Linked DNA regions of Mus musculus: region 2 is linked to region 1. The links are chromatin contacts, called in public promoter capture Hi-C maps. All regions are on one chromosome and are shown on one strand. The core of a region is the stretch at or near the end of the contact, and the rest is flanking DNA. Distances in the headings are between cores, read along the strand shown. Region 1 overlaps Phtf1 (putative homeodomain transcription factor 1). Region 2 overlaps Magi3 (membrane associated guanylate kinase, WW and PDZ domain containing 3).

Region 1 (2,817 bases), core at 146-2,645:
TATTCACTAGCGTGAGCTGTTCTTTCTTATTTGGCTTTTTTTCCATTTTAAGATATAAATTAATCTAAGAGAAAGAAAAAAGAATAAGGTAAATTTTACAGAAAAAAATACACATTGCATAAAACCTGGCAGATTTTGAGGATCATTGTTTCAAGTAAATTATGTCCAGGATCTACGGCCTCGGCATCTAGGATGCATGGCGTCTTCCCCATCGTTTACCTCTGTGGTAAAGAAAAGCTACTTAGAGAAAACAAAACAACATCTGATAAAACAATTTATCAAAATAATAAAAAATTCTAGTTGTAACATAATCAGCATACAAATTCCTTGAATTCAAACATTATGTCTCACTCTTACCAATCTCCCCCAAGTAATATAGTATCTTCAAGAAGCATTTATGGATAGAGAAAAAGAGATAGCTGTTTTAACTTAGTAACTCCTTATTTTTCCCCTATAGGAACAATTATCCACTATGACTCTAAGGCCAAAAAATAATAAAAAACAACAAATTATCTCAAGTGTGTTTACTTAATGTTTATGGAAAACTTGAACTTAAAATCAAAATTAACAGAAAATGCATTATTATCACTCCACATCCATAAGAAACACCTGTCAATCTTAGTATGTATTTACATGTTCCCTTATTAACAACAACAACAAAAATCCCTCTATAGTATAGCAAAGTACTCTCAACCCATTAGCTCATTCTCCCAGCCCTAGGCAGAAGACAGAGGTGTTACACTCATTTTAGATGCAGGAGAAAGATAATTACAGAGTGGCAAAAGATGTAAGGTCACAGTTAAGAACTCGGCCCAGTCCTCTAGCACACTGCTGGGACCTATCAGTACCTGTTCAGTGAGCAGGATGGAAACATTGCTGTACTTCTTGTTGGTTTCTGACCCCAGTGAGGCCAGGCGAAGCAAAAACAGCAGCAATGCTGTTTCCCAGATCAAGAACTCCCAGTTGTAAGCATCATTCAGGAATGTCTTGTGACCTTGAAGAACCTACCAAAGGACCAGAAAAAGTTCAATAGTTGTCTTTTTTTTGAAATTAATCATTTTATTCACTTACATTTCAAATTATAACCCCCTTCTCAGTTACCCCTCCACCACTCCCCGTCCCATCCTCCCTCTCCCTCCTCCCCTTTGCCTCTATGAAGGTGCTCCTCCACCCACTCTCAATGGTTATCTTAATATCACTGAATTATTCCTGTGTTAATTTTAAAACATTACTAGCAATCTACAGTTTCCTCAAAGGACAAGAGCTGAATGTTCATAAGGTACCTCCAAGTTTCCTATATTGGTTCTTGTACATGAAAGACTGCAGGGGTCTCCAAGGGACAAGGTAGGAAACAAGGAATTCCAGCTCCCTGAGTCACTGGTGGTTACAGGCACAAGGTGACCACTGCTGCTCCAACTTCACCCGTCTAAGGCCCTCAAGCCAGTCTGAGTAGAGCCCTGAAGGCCTGGTGGCTCTATTCCATTTTAGGATTCAAATAACAGCATGGGAGCGTGGCTGCACTGAGGGCCTACTGTGTGTCTTAAGGTTTTACTTTAAAACTTACTGACTTAAAAGTAAAGAACTTCACTCAAGAAAGCCCAAGAAAGTTAGGTATTTCTTGAGAAAGTCTGTAAAGAGCTCTTGAGGAAGCCAAGTGCCAACCTTGTAATATGCAGGAAGTCGCTGAGACCCTTCCTTCCCTTCCCCCATGACTACCTCTATGGCTTCACAGGACCCTGTGAGCTTCAACTCCCACCAGCCTTGGTTTGAAATGATACCCTTGGCTGCAAGGACCCTTCTTCTCCAAAACCTGTCACTAATATCTCAGCTTCTTAGCCCTGGGTTCTGAAAGAGCAAAGCTCTTTAGCTCAGTCTGGGTAGGGGTCACCGTGGTCAAGTAGCTATAACCAGGATGAGGAAAGCCCCAGCTGGCAGCAGCTAGTGAACCTTTCAGAAAGGCAGTCCTTACACAATTCCACAAATTACAGCAGTATCACAGCCTACAAAACAAAACCCCTCTGACTCTTAAGCCAGAGAAAAAGGTTATTTTTTATAAAGCAACAGTGAGACTAACAACAACTTCACAAGATAAAATATGGAAATACAGAAACAGCAGAGCTAGGTGTGGCAGCATAAGCCTAGAATCAGAGGCAGGTGGGTCTCGGTGAGTTCAAGACCAGCCTTAACCTGCAGAGAGAGTTTCAAACCAGCAACGACTAAATAATGAGATCATGTCTCAAAGAAAAAAAAGAAATGGATAACAGAATCCCAGACGTACTGAAGAGAAAACACTTTAGGGAGAGGGAACTTATAGAGCCCACCTCCAGCAAGGAGACAGGACATCAAGTGAGGGATGGGGTTGCCATCCCAGTCACAACTTTACCCATAACTGTTCCTGTCTGAAAGAATTACAGGAATGGAAATGGAGAGGAGCCTGAGGAAAAAAAGGTCCAGCAATAGGCCCAAAGTGGGATCCAGCTCAATGGGAGGTCCCAAGGCCTGACACTATTACTGAGGCTATGGAGAGTTCACAAAATCTATCATGACTGCCCTCCGAAAGACCCAACAAGCCGCTGAAAGAGTCAGATGCAGACATTTGCACCCAACCAATGGACAGAAGCAGCTGACCTGTTGTTGAACTAGGGAAGGCTGAAAGAAGCTGAGGAGAAAGGCAGTCCTATACAAGGACCAGCAGACTCAATTAATCTGGGCCCCCAAGATCTCTCAGTCACTGGACCACCAAACAGCATATAGCACCTGATATGAGGTCCCAACACACATACAGTAGAGGACTGCCGAGGCTGTGTTCATTCAGAG
Region 2 (2,817 bases), core at 193-2,692, 90 kb before region 1:
CAAGTTTACATATTTCAAAACAACTCACCATCATCATCTAAACCCAACAAGTGCTTGTTGATGGCTTTCTGTCCATGGCTGGAAGTCTAAAGTCCATAAACATTGAAAAGCCTGTGTGTACCTTAAAATCTTGCAGAAAAGGAAGTATAGATTGAGGGATAGCATCAGTAATTGATTTTCATATCTGTTTCCTGTACCCATTTGTTTCCCTGAAGTACAAACTGAAGATCAGTTTCAATTCTTAAATGATTCCATGTTATGTACTTTAAAAAAAAAAAAAAAAAAGAACACACTTTTCTCTTGGCAAGCTTATCCACTCCCATAGCACCTTAAATTTTTTCATCGTGTCTTTTTCTGCTTTTATAAGGATGCCTTTCACAACTTCTGTGTAGTAAAGATAATGCCTTTCTTACTTTATGCTGTCTTCAATGTATAGAGATGATGTTCAGTAAAGACCCTTGAATGCATCTCATTTACATGCATGCTTGTGCATGAGTGCAAATATTTGTTTCACTTCAGTTACCACACGTGGTCATTTCTTCCTGATAGCCACTTCCATGGTTTTCTTCTCACTGCCACATTGTAGGTCCTTTATTGAGTTCATTATAACATTGTAGGTCCTTTATTGAGTTCATTATAACATTGTAGGTCCTTTATTGAGTTCATTGTAACATTGTAGGGCCTTTATTGAGTTCATTGTAACATTGTAGGGCCTTTATTGAGTTCATTGTAACATTGTAGGGCCTTTATTGAGTTCATTGTAACATTGTAGGTCCTTTATTGAGTTCATTGTAACATTCTAGGGCCTTTATTGAGTTCATTGTAACATTGTAGGGCCTTTATTGAGTTCATTGTAACATTGTAGGGCCTTTATTGAGTTCCTCACAACATTGTAAGTCCTTTATTGAGTTCATCATAACATTGCAGGGCTTTTTTTTTTTTTTTTTTTTTTTTTTTTTTTTTTTTTTTGAGACAGCGTTTCTCTGTGTAGCCTTGGCTGTCCTGGAACTCACTTTGTAGACCAGGCTGGCCTCAAACTCAGAAATCCTCCTGCCTCTGCCTCCCGAGTGCTGGGATTAAAGGCATGCGGCTGTAGGGCCTTTATTGAGTTTGTCATAACATTGTAGGGCCTTTGTTGAGTTTGTCATAACATTGTAGGTCCTTTATTGAGTTCATTATAACATTGTAGGGCCCTTATTGAGTTCATTATAACATTGTAGCTCCTTTATTGAGTTTATTATAACATTGTAGGGCCCTTATTGAGTTCATTATAACATTGTAGGGCCTTTATTGAGTTCATCATACTATTGCAGTTGGTCTCCCCCTCTCTAGCCCCGCTTCAGTGTCTTGCTTTGTTAGTTCCATCCTGCCCCTTGCTACAGTACTGGGCTTCCTCAGGCTCAGCTCTGATACTTCCGATCACATCCCTTTCTTATTCAGAACGTTGAGTCATTTCCTTCCTGCCTATAAACTTTGACCTACTTTTTCTGGCCTCAGCTCACATGAATCATCCATTCATTTAAAAATTGATTAGATCATGTTTTATTTATTCAGCAACCACTTGACAAGTACGTACTATATGCCAAGTCTTGTAAGAGACCCAGGAATACTGTGGTGAACAAGATCAAAATGCTATTGCTTTAATAAATTCTGTATTTTAGTAGGGAAGGTCGTGAAAATTAAATTAAGAATAAACTGAGATGCTACAAAGGAAACAAAACAACAAATTTAGAGAAAAACAATAGGAATATAATTTTTGCCAAGTGAAGACATCTCAAAGGGATGGACAAGCTAATTTGTTTTCACCTTTTTTCATATAACGTTTTTATGGGAACATCTATGGGAATTTCACATCATGTACCTGACCATACGCAGTCCATCTATGTGTGCCCCTCCACCCTGTGACATCCCCCCAAAAGTAAAAATTAAAATAAATAAATAACCCCAAGTCCAGTAAAGATCTGGCCTGCTTCATGAATTCTGCGTCATCCTTGCACGGGGCCATGCTAATCTCTGTGCGGCTACAGTTTCAGTCTGTGTGCTGCCGAGGCCAGCACTTGTTCTCACTTTTATTCCGATAGCTTACCTCTTATATTTAACTTTCTTATTCGTTTATATATGTTCTTACAAAAAGTTTATTGTACATTTTGCACATATTTATTACTTATATGATCTCTGTTTTTTGTCTCATTTCATTCTCTATTGTCTTTACATATTACTATAGCTTTTAGATTACTCCTTGTTATTACTATCCTATATTTATCTGAATTCATTACGTTTAATTCTTACAGTATGCCATATTTGAGTATTACATTTTATTTCATCTCTCCTTACTTGTAGAGGACATTTACTCAGCTTGATGAAGTAGTTTTGAATAGTTGTCTGTTTTCATTCCTCACACCAGAGCACAGGGGTTCTTGTTTGATAAGTTTACAAACATAATGGTTCTAGAAGTAGACCTGTTTCAAGGAGAAAAATAAAAGCAAATACAATTACAATAAAGTATAAAAGAACATGTTTATAATCCTAGTACTTGGGAGATAAGAGGTAGCAAGATCAGGAATTCAATCTTAGCCTCAAATAAGATCCTCTTCTCAAAAACAGAGATCCCAGCATGATACTATATACCTGTAGTCCTAATCCCCATACTTTGGAAGCAGAGGTAGGGGCAGAGGCGGGGGCAGGGGCAGAGAGGCAGTGGCAGATGGATCTCTGGAAGTTAGAGGCCAGTCTGGTTGGGTTAGGGAGATGTGAGAAAATTCTGCTAAATATTGATTTTAAAAGAGAAATCTAATACCTAGAGGATATAAATATTCC

What was found. Promoter capture Hi-C pulls out the DNA fragments that hold promoters and counts their contacts.
Region 2: a promoter capture Hi-C map of trophoblast stem cells shows a contact between it and region 1, with 3 times the contacts expected there. The contact joins two enhancer-like sites. A contact is called at or near these places in 15 of 39 promoter capture datasets (the 3T3-L1 cell line, 3T3-L1-derived adipocytes, the C10 cell line and 9 more), 2 of 15 datasets of contacts at CTCF or cohesin (the G1E-ER4 cell line and pro-B cells), 34 of 484 Hi-C or Micro-C datasets (B cells, the Ba/F3 cell line, the C10 cell line and 25 more), 5 of 115 datasets of contacts at active chromatin or transcription factors (astrocytes, bone marrow-derived dendritic cells, cardiomyocytes and 2 more) and 2 of 9 other capture datasets (adipose tissue and liver).

What each region holds. Positions count from the first base shown.
Region 1 is chr3:104,001,634-104,004,450 of GRCm38.p6, reverse strand. Phtf1 (putative homeodomain transcription factor 1) reads right to left here. Exons shown (of 19, transcript NM_013629.2): 16 at 849-1,004; 17 at 1-64. Among named protein-coding and RNA genes, the nearest start is that of Phtf1os, 35 kb to the right of the region's middle. Within about 2 kb of position 1,395, at least 11 of the 459 cell types and tissues checked have an H3K27ac peak or open chromatin away from gene starts, as enhancers often do. A contact at or near this core is called in adipose tissue and trophoblast stem cells, where this site is marked.
Region 2 is chr3:104,091,621-104,094,437 of GRCm38.p6, reverse strand. All of the region lies in intron 3 of Magi3 (membrane associated guanylate kinase, WW and PDZ domain containing 3), which reads left to right. Among named protein-coding and RNA genes, the nearest start is that of Phtf1os, 120 kb to the right of the region's middle. Within about 2 kb of position 1,442, at least 44 of the 459 cell types and tissues checked have an H3K27ac peak or open chromatin away from gene starts, as enhancers often do. A contact at or near this core is called in adipose tissue and trophoblast stem cells, where this site is marked.